2 separate regions of the Mus musculus genome follow, and region 2 is linked to region 1. Evidence: chromatin contacts called from public Hi-C data. All regions are on one chromosome and are shown on one strand. Each heading gives the region's core, a stretch centred on a gene start, on an enhancer-like site or on the middle of the called end of the contact. The rest is flanking DNA. Distances are from core to core; before and after follow the strand shown. Region 1 holds the start of Heg1 (heart development protein with EGF-like domains 1). Region 2 holds the start of Muc13 (mucin 13, epithelial transmembrane).

Region 1 (2,668 bases), core at 86-2,585:
TTAGGTTTCATTTGTGGTTCTATAAACCCTAACCCAAACCAATTCTCCACTCTTGGCTCATTTGTCTAAGGTAAACTTGTTTATACGGAGCATCCTTTGTGTCCTGCCAAGTGACTCACTTGTACCGAGTCACCAGAAAATGGGTCTAGGCCCATCTACCGATGCGCTGGACGTTATGATCTGATCGTTCCCCTGGAGGCGGGTCATGGAGGCTTGGAGACAGAGAGAGGCAGAGACATGGGGAAAGAGACAAGCCTGTCTCCTGAACATTTGGTAAACAGACAAAGAACCCTAGCACATCTGAGAGCATCCCAAGGGATCTGTGGTTTTCAGTTTGGATGAGATATTGTCTGAATTATTGACAACTCTAAGCTATGAGGTAAGCACGAAGCCACATGGTCATTCAATGAGAAATCCTTTAGTTGTTGGTTCTCTTAGCAACTCTTAAGCAAGTTATTTCCCCCTATTTTGAGCTGCTCATTCTTTACTTACAAAGAAAAGAGATTTGGGTCTTAAAATCTGGACATTGTATCATTTGTCTCCTAGGAAGGGAGGGAATAGGGACACACACAGAATTTTACTTACCAAGCAAATTTATTGACACTCTGTCTTGGAACATCTCCCCTAAAGGTTTCTTTTTAACTTCTGTGTGGGCTGCTTTTTTTTTTTTTTTTTTTTTTATGTTTAATTTGCAAATTGCTGTCCTTTTCCTGGCTATGGGTTTTCCCTTGCCCCAGACTCGGTTCAGTTTTCTCTTCCCTCTGGCCTCTTTGGGTGTCTCAGCAGTGACATCTTTGAAGAACTATGGTGTAAGCCAAAGATAGCGTGGGAAGGAAATCAGGCTTCTGAGCCTTCAAGAAGATGAGGGTTCCCGCCCTGGCTAAAGCAAATCTTCTCACCAATTCTGGGGACCCAAAAGGGCGGCAGTGGGTTGGGGCCTCTTCAGATCCTTAAGGGCAATGCAGGTCCACGTATGGAACAGGGTCTAGGATTCACTTCTCTGTCTTTTGAAAGCTCTCTGTATACTCACTCACCTGATGTCAATTACACCGCCAGAATCTACTTTTCACAGACCTACTGTGTGGCTAAGGAACTGGGAAAGTGCCCCCCACCCCAATTTCATTTCTCCAAAAGCCAAAGCGATACTCCAGGGTGTGGGCCCTGTAACAAAAGTCGCAGGGGGCTCCATGAGTTCACCCGGGGGTTCCGTGAACTCACCCGGGAGACCGAGACCGCCCCCGCCCTCTTCCTGCCCTCTCCCCGCCCCCGGGCCCCCGCGCGGGGCGGGTGATGTCAACCGAGGAGGAGCCGCCCGCCCCGCGACCCGCCCGGGCTGATTGGCGTGTGGCAGCACCAGGGCTGCCTCCGCCCTCCCGCGGCTCCCACAACTTTTGCGGCTGAGAGCGCGCTCGCACCCCGCTCCGCTCGCCGCCGCCCTCGGCCCGGCGCCCGGCATGTGAGCGCGGGCGGCCGCCGCCACCATGGCCACGCCGCGCGCCCCGCGGTGGCCGCCACCGTCGCTGCTGCTGCTGCTGCTGCTACCGCTGCTGCTGCTGCCGCCCGCTGCCCCCGGGGCGCGGGGCTCCCTTCCCTCCCCGGCCCATCGAACACTCCTCCCGGTCGCGGGACCGCTTTCGCCGCCTGGCGCCGGACATACGGCCCCCGGACCCGGCGTCGCGACCCGGCGGGGACGTTCCGGCCGTGTCCCCAGAGGCGTGAGCGCGGGTGAGTGAGAGTCTCCAGCGAGGGTCAGGGGGCGTGGGCGCTTCGCGGCTGCCCCATCCCGGCCGAGGCTCCGTGGACCCTCGTGGGTGGAACCCTGAGGGTGGCCCAGGACGGAGAAACGCTGTCCCTGGCCACTGGAATATAAAATGTTCACATGCATTCCCTCCCTGTGCTTTGGAAGAAAACTCTCTCCTGGATTAGCCCACACCCTTCTCACTTTTACAAAACGAAGACCCCAAAGAGCCTCTCACCTCGTGGGGAGTGGTAACTTCTGGCTGTTGTCCCTCGGTTTCAGCCCCCAACCCCCAGATTTAGAACTGGTCTCTCCTGGTCTAAAGCCTGACTTTCCAGTATAAGTAAATAACGGATTTCGGAGTTTGGAATGCTTCTAGTACTTAGGACTTCATAAAGGACAAAGAGTGCGCTTTAAAACAAAGCTACCCAGTTAACCTTAGGAGCAGGGTTACTTGGGATGGGGCTGGGGGCGCTGCAAGGTCAAACCCCTGGAAGCCACTGACTGGCTCTGGACTGTCCTGGGCCCTTTCCTCCCCCAGCCAGCTGCTTGCTGTGCAGGCAGGCACTGCCTGTCCTGGTCACAGAATGGGGACTCAGCTCCTGTGCCTGCCTCCTTTGTTTCTAGTTCCTTTTTCTGTTGGAAGAAAATGCCACGGCCTGGGTGGGATTCTAATGTAACCCCCACACGACCTTGGCTGTGTCTCATCTTTGGCTCTCAGTTTCCCCATCTGTGGAATGGAGGGGCCCCATTCCTCCCTGCCTCCAAGTGACAAGAGGTGACAAAATGAAAGTAAAAATAGTAGAAAGTGCTGTGAACCAAACCAGCCTAGGTGATGTTAGCCATTTGTCCTCCCGTAAGAGGCAGAGGGCACACATCGGGCTCTGTTGTTGCCACACTGGGACTGCCAAGATTTTGTCCAGTTTCCAC
Region 2 (2,668 bases), core at 46-2,545, 110 kb after region 1:
GCCTTGTTTCTTCTCTAGAAAGCCCTGTCTCTACCCAGGGCCGTGGACAGAAGGCAGAGCTGAGCGCAGAATGATCGACCAGTAACAATGGGCCTGCTTTGCCAGGAGGAAGCAGCCTTCCTTCTCTTTGTGGGCCTCAACAAAGCTGTCACCCCCACCTCCCTTCTTCCCTTCCCTTTTTTTTAATAGAGAGGAAGGAATGCTTTTAAAAAGTGACTATGATGCCATTCACATGGTGATTGTTCTGTTGCTGTTTGTTTGATTTTATTGTTTTGTTTTGTTTTTTAAAGACAGTCTTAACTAGGCAACCCTGGCCGGCCTGGAACTCTCTCTGTAGAGTAGGCTGGCCTTGAACTCACAGAGATCTGTCTGTCTCTTCTGCTTCCCAAGTTTTCTCTTTGCTTGTGGAATTTCAAATTGGCCTCTGTTAAAATTGGACCCACGACAGACGGTGGGCCAAGGTGGTTATGGGAAAGGGAGCCTACCGTCAATAACCTTCAAGCCTGCTTCTAATAGGAGCATGACAACTGGGGTCTATGTCCAGTTAAAGTGATATGTGAGATGGAGGGAAGCTTGGAAACGTTAGCTCTAGAAGTTTCTAGAAGTGACCATTAGGAAAAGCCCAGTGTGGGAGTCCACAGCAAAAGATGACACAAGTCAAGTCATAAATAGTTGGAGAAAACATGAAAGGACTTTTCAGGTATTCTTGGAACAGCAGGTAGAGAAAATAGAATTCTTTGCAGTCAAATGGTGGGGAGTTGGGGAGGGGAGGGCCCAGAAGATGACTCAGAGTTAAAGGCATCTGCCACTAAGCCTGATGACCTGAATTCCATCCCATGATCCCACATGGTGAAGGGTCAAGAATCAACCCTTCCCACCATCCTCTGGCAGCTACATGAGCACTGTGGTGTGCACACACAAAATAAGAAGGGGTCAGAGGTAAGGCAATCATCGTTCTCGGCTAGATTACTGAGTGTTTAGAGAGACAGTAGTAGGCTCTGGGGAGGCGATAGGTCTACCATTCCCAAGATATAGAGAGATTAGCTGAATACACTCACCTTTGACCTTGCAAGGATTTCTAAAGAGAACTCAGACTTCTACAGTTGTCCTGGACTTTGAGTCAAGGATATCAACCTGAAGCTGGGCTCAAGTGACCTGACTCTGAGGTTGGAAGCAGCCCATGCTGTACGACCAGAGACCAGATCCTGACCACGAATTGCCTTTGCCTCTATCAGTTAATGAGTGGACTTCGGACTTGAAAGACAGTTAAAACTCCAGGCAGCGAAGGAGAGGACACATTTCCTCCTTGGATTATCAAGCAAGAGCAGCTACCATGAAAGGCTTCCTGCTTCTCTCTCTCAGTCTCCTTTTGGTGACCGTGGGTAAGAAACTCCTTTTTTGTTATTTTGTGGTTGCTTCTGTAACTTGATAAGTTGAATTGGTATCGTAGTCTCTGAAACAGAAACAGCAGGCTTGATCCTACAACTTTTTAAAGTGGCTGCTAGTCTTGACTTGGGGCCATTTCTTGACTAGCTCAGCTCGGAGATGCTGACATTTTCATCTGTGACCCCCAAGACAGCAGAGGCAAAAGAAGTCTATGGCTGACATTGGGACACAGCAGGGCAGAGGTTTGTCTGAAGTTGGATAAAGATGACTCAGTCGTGCAAGGATGAGGTTAGCAAGCTGGATCTAGATCTGTTCCTGTGATCATCAGAGAGTCAGACCTGGAGGGGTCGGGGATATGTCTGTTTTCACCAACACTTGAAACTGGGGATCTCTGGCCAAAAAGAGCAATCCCAGTGGGGGTTAGAGCCCCTACAGGTGTTCTTCTTCTGGACTAGGGAGAGTTTATCTGGGTTTGAGTAGGTAAGGAATTTGTCCCCCACCCCACCCCATTCTGAGAGAAATCCAGATCTAGACGTCAAATGCAAGAAAGGAATAAGGCATTGGAGGCAGTGGAAGGGGGAAGAGAAATTGAGTTCAATGTAAAGGACCACTTGACTTGCTTTGTTTGGGGGATGGAATCTCGTGCTACCAAGGTTAAACTGAACTCTCCATACAGTAGATGAACTTCTGATCCAACTGCCTTGGAGTGCTGGGTTATAGGTATGAGCCAACATACATGGCAAGATAGGAGCTTTTGAAACCTCTTACTACATTTAATTACCATACATGTGGAGGACATCGGACAACTCCCAGAAAGTGGTTTCTCTCCTCCCACCCCCTGAGTGAGATTGAACACAGCCGGCCAGCCTTGGCAGCAGGCTTCTTTTCTTTCTTTCTTTTTTTTCTTCTTAATTTTTTTATTATTTAAATGCATTTTATACATCAAACACATTAATAATATTGAGTATTTTGAGAATCAAATAACATTAAAAATGTGTTCAACTTTTATATTCATATCCTTTCATACCCTAAAAATATCATTAATGGATATTTAATACTATCCATAAGCAAACTTCTTTCTTTATTCCCTGGACCAATATTTTTTTTTTGATCTGCTTTTAAGATTGGGGGAGAAGAGCTGTCCTAAGAGGAGGGTAGGCCTCACCAGATCTCCTCTGCCAAGCCTGGGTGCTGTGGCCAAGTCTTCAGGTCCCAATTAGAACTGATAAGATCTACGTGATTTTCTGGAGTCACCATGAAGAAGAAATGCCTTCTGTAAGAC

Evidence for each region. Hi-C and Micro-C count contacts between places; a contact is called where the count stands out from the background.
Region 2: a Hi-C map of CD8 T cells shows a contact between it and region 1, with 1.8 times the contacts expected there. The contact joins the promoter of Muc13 here to the promoter of Heg1 in region 1. A contact is called at or near these places in 5 of 39 promoter capture datasets (the 3T3-L1 cell line, embryonic stem cells, macrophages and 2 more), 1 of 15 datasets of contacts at CTCF or cohesin (large pre-B cells), 9 of 484 Hi-C or Micro-C datasets (the Ba/F3 cell line, CD4 T cells, CD8 T cells and 6 more) and 3 of 9 other capture datasets (adipose tissue, liver and pancreatic islet).

The regions. Positions count from the first base shown.
Region 1 is chr16:33,683,131-33,685,798 of GRCm38.p6, forward strand. Heg1 (heart development protein with EGF-like domains 1) reads left to right here and starts at 1,336. Exons shown (of 15, transcript NM_175256.5): 1 at 1,336-1,725. The coding sequence starts at 1,482.
Region 2 is chr16:33,793,194-33,795,861 of GRCm38.p6, forward strand. Muc13 (mucin 13, epithelial transmembrane) reads left to right here and starts at 1,296. Exons shown (of 12, transcript NM_001382834.1): 1 at 1,296-1,382. The coding sequence starts at 1,334. It overlaps Gm15658 (a long non-coding RNA gene), which reads right to left. Exons shown (of 3, transcript XR_003951910.1): 1 at 2,552-2,668; 2 at 1,059-1,453.